Regions from separate parts of the Macaca mulatta genome. Here region 2 is linked to region 1. Evidence: chromatin contacts called from public Hi-C data. All regions are on one chromosome and are shown on one strand. The core of a region is the stretch at or near the end of the contact, and the rest is flanking DNA. Distances in the headings are between cores, read along the strand shown. Region 1 holds the start of LOC114673869. Region 2 holds the start of MPPE1 (metallophosphoesterase 1).

Region 1 (7,519 bases), core at 1,472-3,971:
GAGAATGGCGGGAACCCGGGAGGCGGAGCTTGCAGTGAGCTGAGATCCGGCCACTGCACTCCAGCCTGGGTGACAGAGCGAGACTCCGACAAAAAAAAAAAAAAAAAAAAAAGATGAATACTATTCTATCTGTGATACAGAGAAACTTCAGATGTAATAAATTATAAGGCCAAATAACCCTACAAACAGGATCCACAGTTTCACATCAATGAAAAAGCAAGACTTCAAGAGGGCAGGAGTTTTTGTCTGCCGATTTTCCCGCGTCTAGCACAGTGCCTGACACATATTAAGTGCTCTGCAAAAACTGAATGAAAGAACACGCCCCATCAGTATCTCACCGCGCCTGCGCTAGATGCCCTGGGTGCGGCCAGCCTTGAAGCGCTGCGCCTGCGCGATGTCTCTTTGCGGGGCGCCCCGGTTGGTTCCCAGCCCCGCTTCGCCGCAGAGGCTTGGGCCGTCCGGCCCTCCGTAGTCGCTCGACTGTCGCGCTGCACCAGCCTCCTCCTCGGCGTTCCCACGCCTATTTGGGCGGATTCTTGGCGCCCGAGGAAGAGGTAGGCGCACCGTGTCTCCACGTCAGAGACCGGACTGTGGAGATGGCGGCCCAGAAGATAAACGAGGGGCTGGAACACCTCGCCAAAGCAGAGAAATAGTGAGTGAGAACCTTCCATGGGCCTGCGTGTGGACGCCGGGTCCGTCTCTCACTGGCGCGGCCTTAGCACCCGGCGGGGCGGGAAGGAGGGGTCAGGGATAAGGGGACCCGGCGCGCTGGTACCTGCGGGGCTGCAGGGGCTCGGTGTCCCCTGGGTCGCACTCCCGGGGTCGAGCTCCCGGGATCGGGCTGGAGTCAGGTCCGCTGCGCCTCGGGCAGCGCCGTGGGTCCGCCCCGCCGGAAGTCCGCTCCCCGTGGCTGGTGTGGGCGGGGACCCGGCGCGGTGCTGCCGGGCTGGTAGGTAAAGGGGGCTTCTCTACTTGTTGTGATCGGGGCTGTCGGTGCGTCGGAGGCTCGTTAGCAACATCCCTGGCCTCCACCTGCTGGGTGCCGGTCGCACCTCCTCCCCGTTTGTGGCAACCCAAAATGTCCTCTGGGGTACAACATCGCCCTGTCGAGAACCACTGCCCTTGAAAAGCTCCTTGTGTGGAGGGGACCATAGGTTTACCCCAAAAACTCCTCGGTGAACCTTTGTCATCTGGCAGTTTACTTTTCCTGTGGGCAGGGACTGTGCTCCTTTCGTCCTTTGATGTGTATGTCCTTCCACCTCTGGTACAGTACGTAGTAGGCACCCAGCAAATGTTTGTGGGACTGAACTGATACTCCTTAATTTATCCTTTGGGCAGCCTCTTCCCCCCCCCCCCCCGTTTCATTACTCCAGCGCATTTTTATCTGTCAGTTACAGTTAATAGAAAGCCAGCATCGTGCTCTGTGGTGGGGGCTTCACATACATCATTTCGTAAGCTGAGATCTTCACAATAACTTTCCAAATAGAGATGATAATTTTTCGTAAGAGGAAATGAGACTTGGGGAAGCCTCCTAACGACTTATGCCAAACCGCACAGGTGAAAGATGGCAGAGCCAATTTTCGAACAGTGGAAAAACTCAGGCTATCACATGACTTGAGGCAGTCAGTGTGTAAGGTACTGGGGCTCGGGTTCCCACAACAATCTGACTTTCTAGTGGGAGCAAACGCAAAATTTGTAGTAAGAGTAGTGTGTAGAATAGGGACCACAAAAAAAGCTGTATTAACTGTGCATAGGTAACGCAGAGGGAGAAGTTTATTCTTCATGAGAAAATTTGAGGAAGAAGGCCGGGCGCGGTGGCTCAAGCCTGTAATCCCAGCACTTTGGGAGGCCGAGACGGGCAGATCACGAGGTCAGGAGATCGAGACCATCCTGGCTAACACCGTGAAACCCCGTCTCTACTAAAAATACAAAAAAAACTAGCCGGGCGAGGTGGCGGGCGCCTGTAGTCCCAGCTACTCCGGAGGCTGAGGCAGGAGAATGGCGTAAACCTGGGAGGCGGAGCTTGCAGTGAGCTGAGATCCGGCCACTGCACTCCAGCCCGGGCTACAGAGCAAGACTCCTTCTCAAAAAAAAAAAAAAAAAAGAAAAAGAAAATTTGAGGAAGAGATGATTTGTGAGCAGGGCCTGAAAAATACAGAATGTTTTAGACAGAGGGGAAATCTTGTGAAAGAGATTCTGTGCGCAAACTGTAGTATGTATTATACACGGGCCTGAAAATGTGCTCTGGGAACAGTGAATGTAGTGTAGTCACAGTGCCAGAGGACGAGCTGGAGTGAAGAAGAGTTGGGGCCAGACTGTGAAGGGACGGCTTCTCAGATGGCTGTTGTAGGCATCTAACCAGAGAACCCGGTTAGATTTGCTTTTGGTGGAAGAAATGTGGCAGCAGGCTGGGCGCGGTGGCTCACGCCTGGAGTCCCAGCGCTTTGGGAGGCTGAGGTGGGCGGATCACTTGAGGTCAGGAGTTTAAGACCAGCCTGGCCAACATAGTGAAACCCTGTCTCTACTAAAAATACAAAAATTAGCCAGGTGTGGTGGCGCACACCTGTAATCCCAATTGCTCCGGAAGCTGAGGCAGGAGAATCGCTTGAGCCCCAGAGGCAGAGGTTGCTGTGAGCAGAGATGGTGCCACTGCACTCCAGCCTGGGAGACAGAACAAGACTCTGTCTCAAAAATAAAAAATAAAAAGGAAAAGAAAAACGTGGCAGCAGTGTGGAGAATGAACTTTGACATATTCAGTAAACAAACATTTACAAATTGTCTCTGCGTACTTGTGCCAGCCACTGAGGATACTGGAGTAACCAAAGTGGCCCCTTCTTCAAGAACTTAGAATTCACAGACGGGCAGACAAGTGAACAGAGGACTAAAAAGAAGATATTCAGTGCTAGAAGTATTCAGTGTAGTATGGTGGAGATATGAAGCAAGGAAAAGGTAATATGCTCCGGGTGTGGGGAATGGAAGAGGAGGAAAGGTGACTGTCCCATGAAGGTAGTGCCAGACATGTTAGTGGGTTGTTGACTTCAGGGGAGAGGTGGTGATGGCCTGGATTCAAGTACAATACAGGGGTGGGATTGGGTGACATTTGTCAGTATGTAGTTGACATGCTTTAATGACCTGCCTACATATAGAGATGAAGGGTTAGCTCCCAGGTTTCTAACTTGGGAGTGGGAGAGGCCTTCAGCCAAGATAGGGGATAGGGGTTAATGGATGTGCTTGGTGAGTAGGTCTGGGGCAGGGAGGTGTGGGGTTCAGGCTTGAAGTGTTAGTTTGAAATGCTGCTAGACAGTTACTCGGTTGGTGGTAGGAAAAATGGGCCAGGAGCTTAGGACATATTTGATTTTTCTCCATTTTCTAATGATGATATAGTTCAGTGTTGCTGAGTCATTTTGTAAATTGATCCCCCCCACCCCCACAGATGGTAATTTTGCTGTTTTCTTTTTTTCTGTGGAAATTGGTCAATTTCCTTATTGATTCTTTGGAGAAAAAGAGTCAAAAGGACTAACAGGTATAGCTGCTAAACCTAAATTAGCTATACATCTTTCTTCCTTATTAGTGGTATTCATGTGACTTGGGATGGTTTGCCCAGTTTCAAACTCTCTGGGTCTTTCCGTGTATAGCTCCTTCAGCGACTGAATGATTGCATCTTGGTTTTAGTGGGATTAAAAAAATTATGTTAATATACAGAATGTAATGTTTGTTTTGGGATAGAAACAGAGGGTTATCATTTTGCATATTGCATATTTCCTCAATTTTGTGGATTACAGTAGACACACCACAATTTAAGGATATTATTTTTCTGAGCAGTGAAATTCTTGGTAAGCTTGAAAAATTGCTTATGTTAATTTGAATTTTGTAACACTATATACACAAACAAGTTTTAGATGCTAAGTGTGTTAAATAAATTTAATTGGCAAAAAATGTTACTGTAGCTGGCTGGGCGCAGGGGCTCATGCCGGTAATTCTAGCTCTTCGGGAGGACGGGGTGGGCGGATCACTTGAGGCCAGGAGTTCGAGACCACCTGGCCAACATGGCGAAACCTCTTCTCTGCTAAAAATACAAAAATTAGCTGAGTGTGGTGGTGCAAGCCTGTAATCCCAGCTGCTCAGGAGGCTGAGGCATTAGAGTCACTTGAACCTGAGAGGCGGAAGTTGCAGTGAGCCGAGATACCACCACTGCACTCCAGCCTGGGCGACAGAGCCGAGACCCTATCTCAAGAAAAAAAAAAAAAGCTACGACTTTTTGGTAGTTCACATGGCTGCCACACAATGAAGCCTGTACTTCTGAGGGCTCCTACAGATTCCCCATCTTCCTCTTAAGATACTGGCCTGATTCATTTGAAGCAAGCCGTGTTCTGTGCAAGCAGGCCTTCACTAATTGAATGAAATTTAGAATTTAAGATGGCTTGGACAATTTTTATGCACACCCAAATTTGACAGTTACTGAATTAGTTTAAGTCTGAAATTATTTTAAAATAAGAAAAAAATAAAATATTGAGGAAAAGGCAAGTAAGATAAGAATTCAAAATTGATGGTTCTTTGATTTGGCATCTGAGAAGCCAGTAGGGATCCTGGAAGGCAGTTTCTCTTGGCTTTTGTAATATCCTTCCCTTTCTGATTATCATTCTTGTTTATGGGTGGCGAGTTTTTGCTTTTTTAATTTTTTAATTTTTAATTTTTTGCCTACTTCCTCTGTTATTCCACTGAATGATTATATTCCTTAGTCTTTGTGTTCTCTCTCTGCAGTCTTGCTAGGAGATCTGGTCTCATCTATGCTCTTGACATGCTTATGATGCCTCCATTTATGTCTCTAGCCTCTCGTCTGTGCATCAGTTTCATGAGTCCCTCTGCTGTCAACACCGTGCTTCAGAGGTTCTGAAGCTTTAATGCACCTTTGGGTTCATTAAACCTCAGAGGTGCCGTAGGCTTGGGATGGGGTCAACAATTTATGTTTTTAGTAAGTTCCCAGGCAGTGCTGATGGTGCTGGTCTGGGGACCATGAATTGAGAACCTGTAGGAGGAAACCACATACCTGTGACAGTGCGAGGGAAAGAGGTGAGGTCGTGTTTGTTAGGCATAAGTTTGGGTGGAGGCAGGTGACGCGGAAAGTTTATGCCTGGTGGCTCCTCCTTTATTTTCTTTTTTCTTTTTTTTTTTTAAGACCTAGAAGGTCATTACAAGCAGAGATCTGACTTATAAATGTGGTTGGTAACTTCTGTTAACTGTGTCTTTCTTTCATTCTAGCCTGAAAACTGGTTTTTTAAAATGGAAGCCAGATTATGACAGTGCCGCTTCTGAATATGGAAAAGCAGGTATTTTTGACTGTAGTCCAGTTGCTCCAGCATGTAATCTTAAAATAGTCCGATAACTTCATTTCACCATAATATGTATATGCTTTCTACAAGGCTTTAATAGTTAAAAAACAAAAGGTTTTTTCCACTTGTTATTTTCAGATGTGTTGAGAGCTGAGTCAGAGTTCCCGGTACCTGCTGTCTATGACAGCAGCAATGGGGCGGGGTTGGTGATACACGGCAGTGGGTTTTTAGTGTTGCTTATGTATTCTTCAACTCCAGTTGTTTGAATACTGTATCCATGAGTTTTGCCGTATTTCTCTATACTTTCTATTGAATAAGGAGTTTGTTAAATTTTTTGTTAACTTAGCCTCATCTTAAGCAGATCTGCAAATCATATGTTTGCTTGGTCCTTATGTCTTTTATGAACGTCACATTGAATGTGTCTGTTGCGTGTTCGTGAAGTGTTAAGCTATATACATATTTTAATCAGTTTATATAAGATAGGAACAATGTAAAATATGCAACAGATAAGGGAATTTACTAAAAATTTAGCATTCTGAATTATAGAGTGATAGCTTTCAGCATATCTGTGGTAATTTGGAGTATAAATAAAATATAACAAAATTTTGAGTACCTTGAGCACGTTTTCAGTTGTATTTCAGCGATAGCCCTGATCACACGTGTTAGCCCAGCACAGAGAACATCTAGGGCAAGTGCTTTTGGTTAAACAGCAAATGCGTCTTCAGTGCTTTTATTTAAATCGGAGTGAGTTCTCTTTTTTGGCATCAGGCAGTTGTTTCTCTCTCATACTTTAAAATTATGGAAAGTTCAAACTCCGTATGAGTTTTATGGACTTATGCAGTGAGGCTTCTGGAGCAGAAGGGAACAACATTTTGCAAGTGTCCTCTGGGAGGGAAATTTAACACAGATTTGTTTTCTGTCCCTCTGAGATCATGAACTACATTCAAAAATCAATGTTTTAGGTGAGATTTTCCCACTGAAGCATCCTGTGTTTATTTTCTTTAAGGGCTTATGGAAAATCTATTTAATCAGAATAAATTTTTTAAAAAAGCAACATACGGAAAAGCAGGGAAGGGAGCAGTTTCAGTATTTATTTTTCACATTTTATTAAAGAGAATTTTAAGAGTGTTTTTAACAAATAACACTTTTCTTAAAGCATTATGCTTTTTGCTTCTTTATAAGCAACCCTTGATAAGTTTTCCAAAATGTATACGATCATATTTTATAAGCACTCCTGTTTTGCTTTGATGATTACACTTTTAAAACAGCTTGCAATATACTTTAGCTGTTTGAACAGTGAGATATCTTTTTCATAGACGGTAAACGGTATAAAAGGTTTAAAGAAAAAAATAAATGCATTGTTAGACATTTAAAGATTGTGCCAAAAAGAAGGTTTATTATTTTAAAAACTGTTTAATGTGTTTATTGGCCCTCAGTTTCTACGTAATTGAATGACCTATACCTAAAATACTGTTTTTATTATTAAAGGTACAACTGGTGAAGTAAGGTGCTGTCTTTTGTGACTAAAAAATCTGCCGGTCACTGGGGAGCATTAGGGAGTGTTGGTGTTAGAAAGATTTCTTGATTTTGAGTGGAAGTAACACTGATTTGTTGCCAGTAGTCGACAATTAAAAAAGAAAAACTTTTAAAAATACTCCTAAGTTACCGATAATTGGAAAAGTTGTAAGGAAATTGCTTTAGAAAAAAGTAGTATTTTATAGTTTAGGAAACTTCTTAAGTATTTGAAATAAGTATGTTTGTAATACTTCATATAAAATGCAGATTTCAGTGATGATTTGAGGTTTTTAATGATGGAAATGAGAGGGTTTTTTTTTCTATTTCAGCTGTTGCTTTTAAAAATGCCAAACAGTTTGAGCAAGCAAAAGACGCCTGCCTGAGGGAAGCTATTGCCCATGAAAATAATAGGGCGTATCTTTTTCAACTGTTAAAAAGAAGTTAAACAATTAGATGATTTTGGCAAACTGTTTTCTCTTGCTGTAAATTTGCTTTACTAACTGTGAAGTAAAATGTTTTTAAGTTAGAAAATTATTAGAAAAATTCTGTATTTTTAAACTCTGAAGGAGTGTTTATAGTGAAGTTTGATCATAAGGTCCACACTGGTTCGCAGAGCTACATTTGAGAACTTATTTCTATTGTTTGTGGTTTTACTTGATGATGGTTTTACTTGG
Region 2 (7,519 bases), core at 2,861-5,360, 130 kb after region 1:
TCACCACTGGCCGGGAGCAGTGGCTCACGCTTGTAATCTCAGCACTTTGGGAGGCTGAGGCGTGTGGATCACCTGAGGTTAGGAGTTCGAGACCAGCTTGACCAACATGGTGAAACTCCGTCTCTACTAAAAATACAAAAAATTAACCAGGCATGGTGGCACATGTCTGTAATCCCAGCTACTCAGGAGGCTGAGACAGGAGAATTGCTTGAGCCCAGGAGTCGGAGGTTGCAGTGAGCCAAGCTCGTGCCGCTGCACTCCAGCCTCAGAAACAGGGCGAGACTCTGTCTCGAGAAAGAAAAAGGAAATCCATGGGTGCTGCGCGGCTTCCTGGCCGACTTGTTTCTGGGCGAGAGCGAACAGTGGGGAGTGAGCAGCACGAGAGGGCGGACCACAGCCCGCACCGCCTAACGACGCGTCTTCATACTAGGGCTCCCTTTTTATTTTATCTCCATTGCCCATTGCCCTAAGAAGGTAACTTTGGTTAGGGTCTTTTGTTTGTTTGTTTGTTTTTAGACGGAGTTTTGCTCTTGTTGCGCAGGCTGGAGGGCAATGGCGCGATCTTAGCTCACCGTAACCTCCGCCTCCCAGGTTCAAGCGATTCTCCTGCTTCAGCCTCCCAAGTAGCTGGGATTACAGGCACGCACCATCATGCCCGGCTAATTTTGTATTTTTAGTAGAAACGGGGGTTTCACCATGTTGGTCAGGCTGGTCTCGAACTCGCAACCTCAGGTGATCTGCCTGCCTCGGCCTCCCAAAATGCTGGGATTCCAGGCATGAGCCACTGCGCCCGGCCTTGTTATGGTCTTTTAACCAACCCTGCAATCCCTGCTCCATAATGCCGCCCTGCCAAGCTTCCTGAGCTGCTGTCTTTACTGTTAGATGCTGGGGAAGGCAGAATAGTGCCCCCCAGATAGCCAGGTCCAACTCCCCAGGACCTGTGAATATGTTACCTTTCATGGCAAAAGGGAATCAGGATTGTAGATGGAATTGATGTTGCTGTGGAATAACAAGAAAGATATTTGGTGGCTGTCCCTGGTTTCTGACACAAAGCTCTAAACCCTTGGAATTTTGAGAGATAGAGTGTTAAAAGCCTCTTTTGTTTTAATGAGGCAACTCTTGTACTTAGCTTCAGGGTGGGAGCTGGCTGCCAGAAAGACCAGGCTTGATTAGAAGATCAGCATTTCCTGCACCCTTCCCCCAACCTCCAGGGAAGGGAGAGTGGCTGGAAATTGAGTTGATCACCAGTGGCCACAGTCAAACCTATGGACTGAAGCCTCCATAGAAACCCCTAAATGATGGGGTTCTGCTAAGTTGGCAAACACATCCTCATCCCAGAGGGTGGTACACCCCATCTTGACTGAGGCAGTGGCTTCTGCACTTGGGACTTATCTTGTCCTGGGTACTTCTTCATCTGGTTGTTCATTTGTACCCTTTATAATAAACCGTAAGAGTAAGCACAGCTTTTCCTGAGTTCTATGAGTCATTCTAGCAAATTATCTAACCTTGGGGTAATGAGGTAGTTGAAACCTCTTTGTAGGAACTTTCCTTTGTAGGTCAATCAGCAGCAGTTAGGCTAACCTGGGAACCCAGTACTTTCTTTGTTGTCTAAGTGAGGACAGTCTTGTGGGACCGTGGAGTCACACAAAAATTCCAGGTAGTGTCAGAAAGGAATTGAATTGTAGGACACCAAGTTGGCATCAGAGAGTTGGAGAAGTGGTGTTGGAAAAGACACGTTTGATGTCAAGAGGAAGAAACCCCCCCCTTTTTTTTTTTTTTTGAGATGGAGTTTCACTCTTGTTTCCCAGGCTGGAGTACAGTAGTGCAATCTCGGCTCACTGCAACCTCTGTCCCCCGGGTTCAAGTGATTCTCCTGCCTCAGCCTCCCGAGTAGCTGGGATTGCAGGTGCCTGCCACCACGCCCGGCTAATTTTTTGTATTTTTTTTAGTAGAGACGGAGTTTCACTGTGTTAGCCAGGATGGTCTCGATCTCCTGACCTCGTGATCCACCGCCTTGGTCTCCCAAAGTGCTGGGATTATAGGTGTGAGCCACCGTGCCTGGCCACCAGTGTTTTCAAAAATGCCATTTATTGGCTGGGCGCGGTGGCTCAAGCCTGTAATCCCAGCACTTTAGGAGGCCGAGACGGGCGGATCACGAGGTCAGGAGATCGAGATCATCCTGGCGAACACGGTGAAACCCTGTCTCTACTAAAAAATACAAAAAACTAGCCGGGCTAGGTGGCGGGCGCCTGTAGTCCCAGCTACTCGGGAGGCTGAGGCAGGAGAATGGCCTAAACCCGGGAGGCGGAGCTTGCAGTGAGCTGAGATCCGGCCACTGCACTCCAGCCTGGGTGACAGAGCGAAACTCCGTCTCAAAAAAAAAAAAAAAAAAAAAAAAAAAGCCATTTATTTATGTAAAAGTTTGTCTTAAGCGTGACCCAAACAAGGTCCACACACTGCATTTGGCTAATGTGTCTCTCAAGCTCCCCCCACCCTCTTTTTTTAAAAGACATGGGGGGTCTGGCCGTGTTGCCCAGCCTGGAGTGCAGCGGCTATTCACAGCTGTGATCATAGCTCACTACAGCCTTGAACTCTGGCCTTAAGCAATCCTCTCACTTCAGCCTCTGAATATTTATTTTTGAATAAAGAAATTGGGTCATTTGGTTTGTAGAATTTCCCATATTCTGGATTTGGCAGATTACTTCCTGGTGGTGTAATGTAATAGGTTCATTTGGCCCCTGTATTTCCTTTAGCCTGTGGTTAGAGTTAAAAGCTTAACTGGGTCTAGTTTCCTTTTGTTAGTCAGAGAGAATACTTTAGAGGTGAGGCTGCAAACAATCCCCGGTGTCATATCAGTGTGTTTATGGAATTAGGCTGTTCCAGTTTCTATTATGTCGAAGTGGTTCACCTGATCATATCAGAAGATATTACAATATTCTTAATAATAACCATTTACCGCATACTAATTGTATACCAGGCATTTTGCTGGCTGTGTCCTAGATAATTCCTCATACCACATCTCCGTGTATTAACCACACTCATAGATTTGTAAAAAATGTACTAGAATTGGCTGGTTGGAAGGCTCTACGTGGATTATTACTCTGAGCTTGTTTACTCCTTGAAATATGGAATAATGGCTCCTGCTTTTAATATACAGGCTTATTTTGAGGATTTTTTGAACGGATGTGAGAGCACTTAGAAAACTGGAACACGCCGTGCTACACCATTAAAATTAGTAACATCAGTGAGAAAAAAGCAAGTGCATAATAAATATTATAGTTATCCTGTTTGTCTCCTTTATTCATCACACACTTCCTAAGCACATCTCTGGAGGGCACTTTCCAAGGCTCCGGGGGAGCCGGAGAGGCCCAGCCTGGTCTGGTGGGTCCTGGAGCGGCAACGCGGCGCGGGAGGGGAACGGTGAGGCACGGCCTGGCTGCCACCGCGCGCGGAGCCCGGGAGCGGCTCGGGGGCCGTCAGCTGCCTGCCTGCCCGGCTCCTCCAGGGCCTGGAGCTCGGACGCGGGATCTGGGGCGGGGACGCGGGCTCGCGGGGAGCAGTGGCCGCCCCCGGCCGCCGCGTGGCTGTGCTCAGAAGCCGGCCCTGGCGTCAGGAGACCGGGCGCGCGGCGTGGGGGCGCGAGTTCCCCTACCCGCCCGTGCGCCCCGTTAGGCCTTTCCTGGGCCCTAACGACAGCTCGCCCGTGCGTCGCCCTCGCAGCTCTCCCGTGTCCCCAAAATGCCTTTCCCGCGCCCCCCGCGCTTCTGCGGCGACTGCCCAGGGTGCTCCGTAATGCCACAGTCGGACAGCCGAGCCTGCCGGGCGCTTCGGGGAGGGCGCTAGGGGCCCGGACGCGGCCGCCGAGCGTAGGTTCCGGCCTTTACTCTCCGCAGCTGCGCACGGAGCCCCAGCTGGGGTTGTCCGCTCTGGGGATCACAGGCCGCGGAGCCCCGGGCGCCACCCGCCGGCCCCTTCAGACAGCCCGCTTCCGCCGCCGGCCGTGGGACGCAGGCGCCGGGCGGACGCGGCGGCTCCGGCAAGACTCTGGCTTCCCACCCGCCTGAGGCCGCTGGGGCGGGGCTGCAGTGACAGTCCCAAGCGCTACCGCGGAAACAGGAAGTTGGTTGGGTGCGCGCCGGCTCGGGCTGCAGGTCCCGGGTCCCTCGGCCACCGCAGCCGCCCTGCCCAGGTGAAAGGGCTCCCGCACCGCTCGGTGCTCCCCATCTGCCTGGCGTTGTGTGCAGAGCTGGAAAGCATGGCTGTTGTATGTATTCTTGCGCCCGTGTGACAACATTTAAACTTCTAAAAACGGAACCTCCTTCCGTTTTAGGATTGCAAGTTAACCTAGGAAAAAACAGCACTCTGCAAATTATTTGCTGGAAAATCTCGATGACTTAGGGCCCATGTATGACTTTGCAGGGGTCTCTCACTCTAGTTTACTGGTGTAGATTTTTTTTAAAAAATCCATCTTATCAAAAAATACCGCTTAAGGTGGAAAATTTCAAATGCAAGTTGCCGTTGATGAGATTGCAATTAATATATTTAGGATAGTGAATTAGAGAAAAACTACAGATCAGTACATTATTTTTTTCATATTTTGGGGGGATTTTTTAACGATAACTTTGAAGTTAAAAATTAAAAGATAGGCTGGGCGCGGTGGCTCAGGCTTGTAATTCCAGCACTCTGGGAGGCCGAAGGGGGAGGATGGCTTGAGCCCAGAAGTTCGAGACCAACCTGGGCAACATAGCAAGACCCCCCCCCCCGCCCTTCCACAACTACAAAAGGTACCAAAAAAAAAAAAAAAAAAAAAGGCCAGGCGTGGTGGCACGCACCTGAAGTCCCTGCTACTCGGAAAGTTGTGGGTGAAAGGATTGCTTGGGCGCGGGAGCGACGCAGCCTGCGGTTGACAAAAAGTCAAACTCTGTAAAATGTTTGAAGGGATTTATTCTGAGCCAAATATGAGTGACCATGGCTGGTGACACAGCCTTTTGGAGACTCTGAGAACATGTACCCAAGGTGGTCGGGGCCCGGTGTGGTTTTATACATTTTAGGGGAGCCATGAGTCATCAGTCAAGTACATGTACGATTAAGATGTACATTGGTTCGGTCCGTAAAGGTGGGACCACTGAGGCGGTGGGGGGGTCGGGGGCTTCCAGGTTATAGGTAGATTGAAAATTTTCTGATTGGCATTTGGTTGAAAGATTTATTATCAATGGAAAGGAATATCTGGGTTACAATAAGAGGCTGTGGAGACTGAGGTTTTATCATGCAGATGAAGCCTCCAGGTTAGTATCCAGCATGTTAAATGCTGGTCTGGTTTTCCTGAATTCCAAAAGGGAGGAGGACAAAATGAGGCAAGTTCCACCCCCACCTCCCATCAGGCCTAAACATGTTTTTCTTAAAACAACCTAAAACAAGATTAACTCTGGAATGCGCTTGGTGGGGGTCCATGCAGATGGTTGAGGGGCCTTAGGATTTCATTTTTGATTTACATTGGGCAGTGGAGTGAGACCCTATCTCTAAAAAAATAAAAATAAAAATAAATACAAATCGAAAAGTTCAAAGATAATTTTTTTTTTTTTTTTTGAGATGGAGTTTCGCTCTTGTTGCCCAGGCTGGAGTGCAATGGTGTGATCTTGGCTCATCACAACCTCTGCCTCCCGGGTTCAAGCGATTCTCCTGCCTCAGCCTCCAGAGTAGCTGGGATTACAGGCACCACCACCCCAGCTAATTTTGTATTTTTAGTAGTGACGGGGTTTCTCCATGTTGGTCAGGCTGGTCTTGAACTCCCGACCTCAGGTGATCCGCCTGCCTCGGCCTCCCAAAATGCTGGGATTACAGACGTGAGCCACCGCGCCTGGCCTAAAGATAAAATATTTTGCTCCCAATTATGGCTTGCAGTGATTATTCATACGTGTTGGGCAGAAATGTTTCATATAATTTATCTATAAATACAGGTATTTTATATTATAATTCGAAATAGGTATTCTTGGCCACTAACCCAATGTCTTGTTTCTTTAGCGTCTCAGCTTCTTTTTTACTTTCAAAGTTGGTCAGGTTTCCTGTTAATAGTTAACTAAATGAAAGCTCACTCACTGACAAAACACACATATTTGGTTTCATTTCAGATAAATGAATTCTGATTTGGGGAAGCAGATGCCAACTTAGAGCCTCGTACCAATCTCTCTGTGTTTAAAAGGTGAGGTGACTTGGTGATTTGCCTGGAAAATTGTAGGTAATATATAATCTAGCTTCCATATTTTACAGATATGTCTGGAGGTACTGGAGAGGTGCATGTCTGCCTTTCCATCCTAGGCCGGTCTGAACTGTCTTGTGGAGGCTCGACACTGTTCCTGCTGGGTTATCGTTGGATGATCTTAATGAGACTGATAAATTGAATTTGGGAGTGAAAACAGTAATACTTTAAGAAATTTTGAACTTTAAAGCTGAGGACTAAGCTCTGATTTTTTTTCTTATCAATCCTCACAAAAGCACTGAGCTGGATACTGCAGGTTGTGAGGTTCAGGAGGGGGTACGTGGCTGGTATAAGGTCACAGAGCAGCGCTGCCGTTTGGCTACTTTCCAGTTCAGCATAGCTGCCATCTCTGCTGGTGGTATTCGCAGCATGCGGGATAAAATACTCACCAAGGAACAAGTGGCTAACTCCTCATAGAGCTCTCAAGGTTTCCTCTTTCCTGACGAAAAGGTAGGGCTCCCTGGGGTGGGGGTGTCTGCAGAGCTCCCAGGTGCTGGTGGTCAGCAGGTTTTCCTTTGTCTGAGTCAGAAAATGGGGAGGCAGAAAATGGGGAGGCTGGGGAAAGGTTTGGCCCAGCAAGTGAGTGAAATAAGTCAATTTATACCCGTTGGGAAGCAAGCTGGCCGGTAGGAGTGAAGCCTCGTTACCTAATGCTGGTGCCATTTCTAGGGAGAGAAGGAATCACTTCCCCGAGCCTGTCAGTCCTACAAGTTATTCTGTCTTCATTTCAGGTGGGAAAAGAGGGCATGTTTTGGCCATAACATTGAAGACAACAATGCATCTTTGGTAGAGAAAGAAAAGGAATTTCCCAAGATTTGAGCAAAAGGTGCTTTTTGTTTTGTTTAGTTTTTGAGACAGTCTCCCTCTGTCGCCCAGACTGGAGTGCAGTGGCCTGATCTCTGCTCATTGCAAGCTGTGCCTCCCAGGTTCAAGTGATTTTCCTGCCTTAGCCTCCTGAGTAGCTGGGATTGCAGGCATGCACTACTACACTAGGCTAATTTTTTTATTTTTAGTAGAGATGGGGTTTCGCCATGTTGGCCAGGATGGTCTTGAACTCCTGGCCTCAGGTGATCTCCCTGCCCCCACCTCCCAAAGTGCTGGGATTACAGGGTGTGAGCCACCTGCCCAAAAGGTGTTCAGTTTAAGGATCTGCTGTCAAAAGTTTTCTAAATAGGTTTTTGCTCTGTTATCTTTTTTTTAAAATTTTTAAATTTTAATTTTTAATTTTTATTTTTTGAGACAGAGTATCGCTCTGTCACCCAG

The links. A called contact is a pair of places that touch in the nucleus more often than the background predicts.
Region 2: a Hi-C map of CD4 T cells shows a contact between it and region 1, with 3 times the contacts expected there. The contact joins the promoter of MPPE1 here to the promoter of LOC114673869 in region 1. A contact is called at or near these places in 3 of 14 Hi-C or Micro-C datasets (CD4 T cells, blood and fetal cortex germinal zone).

Annotation. Positions count from the first base shown.
Region 1 is chr18:81,480,290-81,487,808 of T2T-MMU8v2.0, forward strand. LOC114673869 reads right to left here and starts at 2,722. Exons shown (of 8, transcript XM_077975285.1): 1 at 2,128-2,722; 2 at 776-1,804. The coding sequence starts at 1,152. It overlaps NAPG (NSF attachment protein gamma), which reads left to right and starts at 484. Exons shown (of 13, transcript NM_001258101.1): 1 at 484-652; 2 at 5,260-5,327; 3 at 7,175-7,259. The coding sequence starts at 597.
Region 2 is chr18:81,613,092-81,620,610 of T2T-MMU8v2.0, forward strand. It overlaps MPPE1 (metallophosphoesterase 1), which reads left to right and starts at 4,111. Exons shown (of 14, transcript XM_077975333.1): 1 at 4,111-4,264; 2 at 6,129-6,199.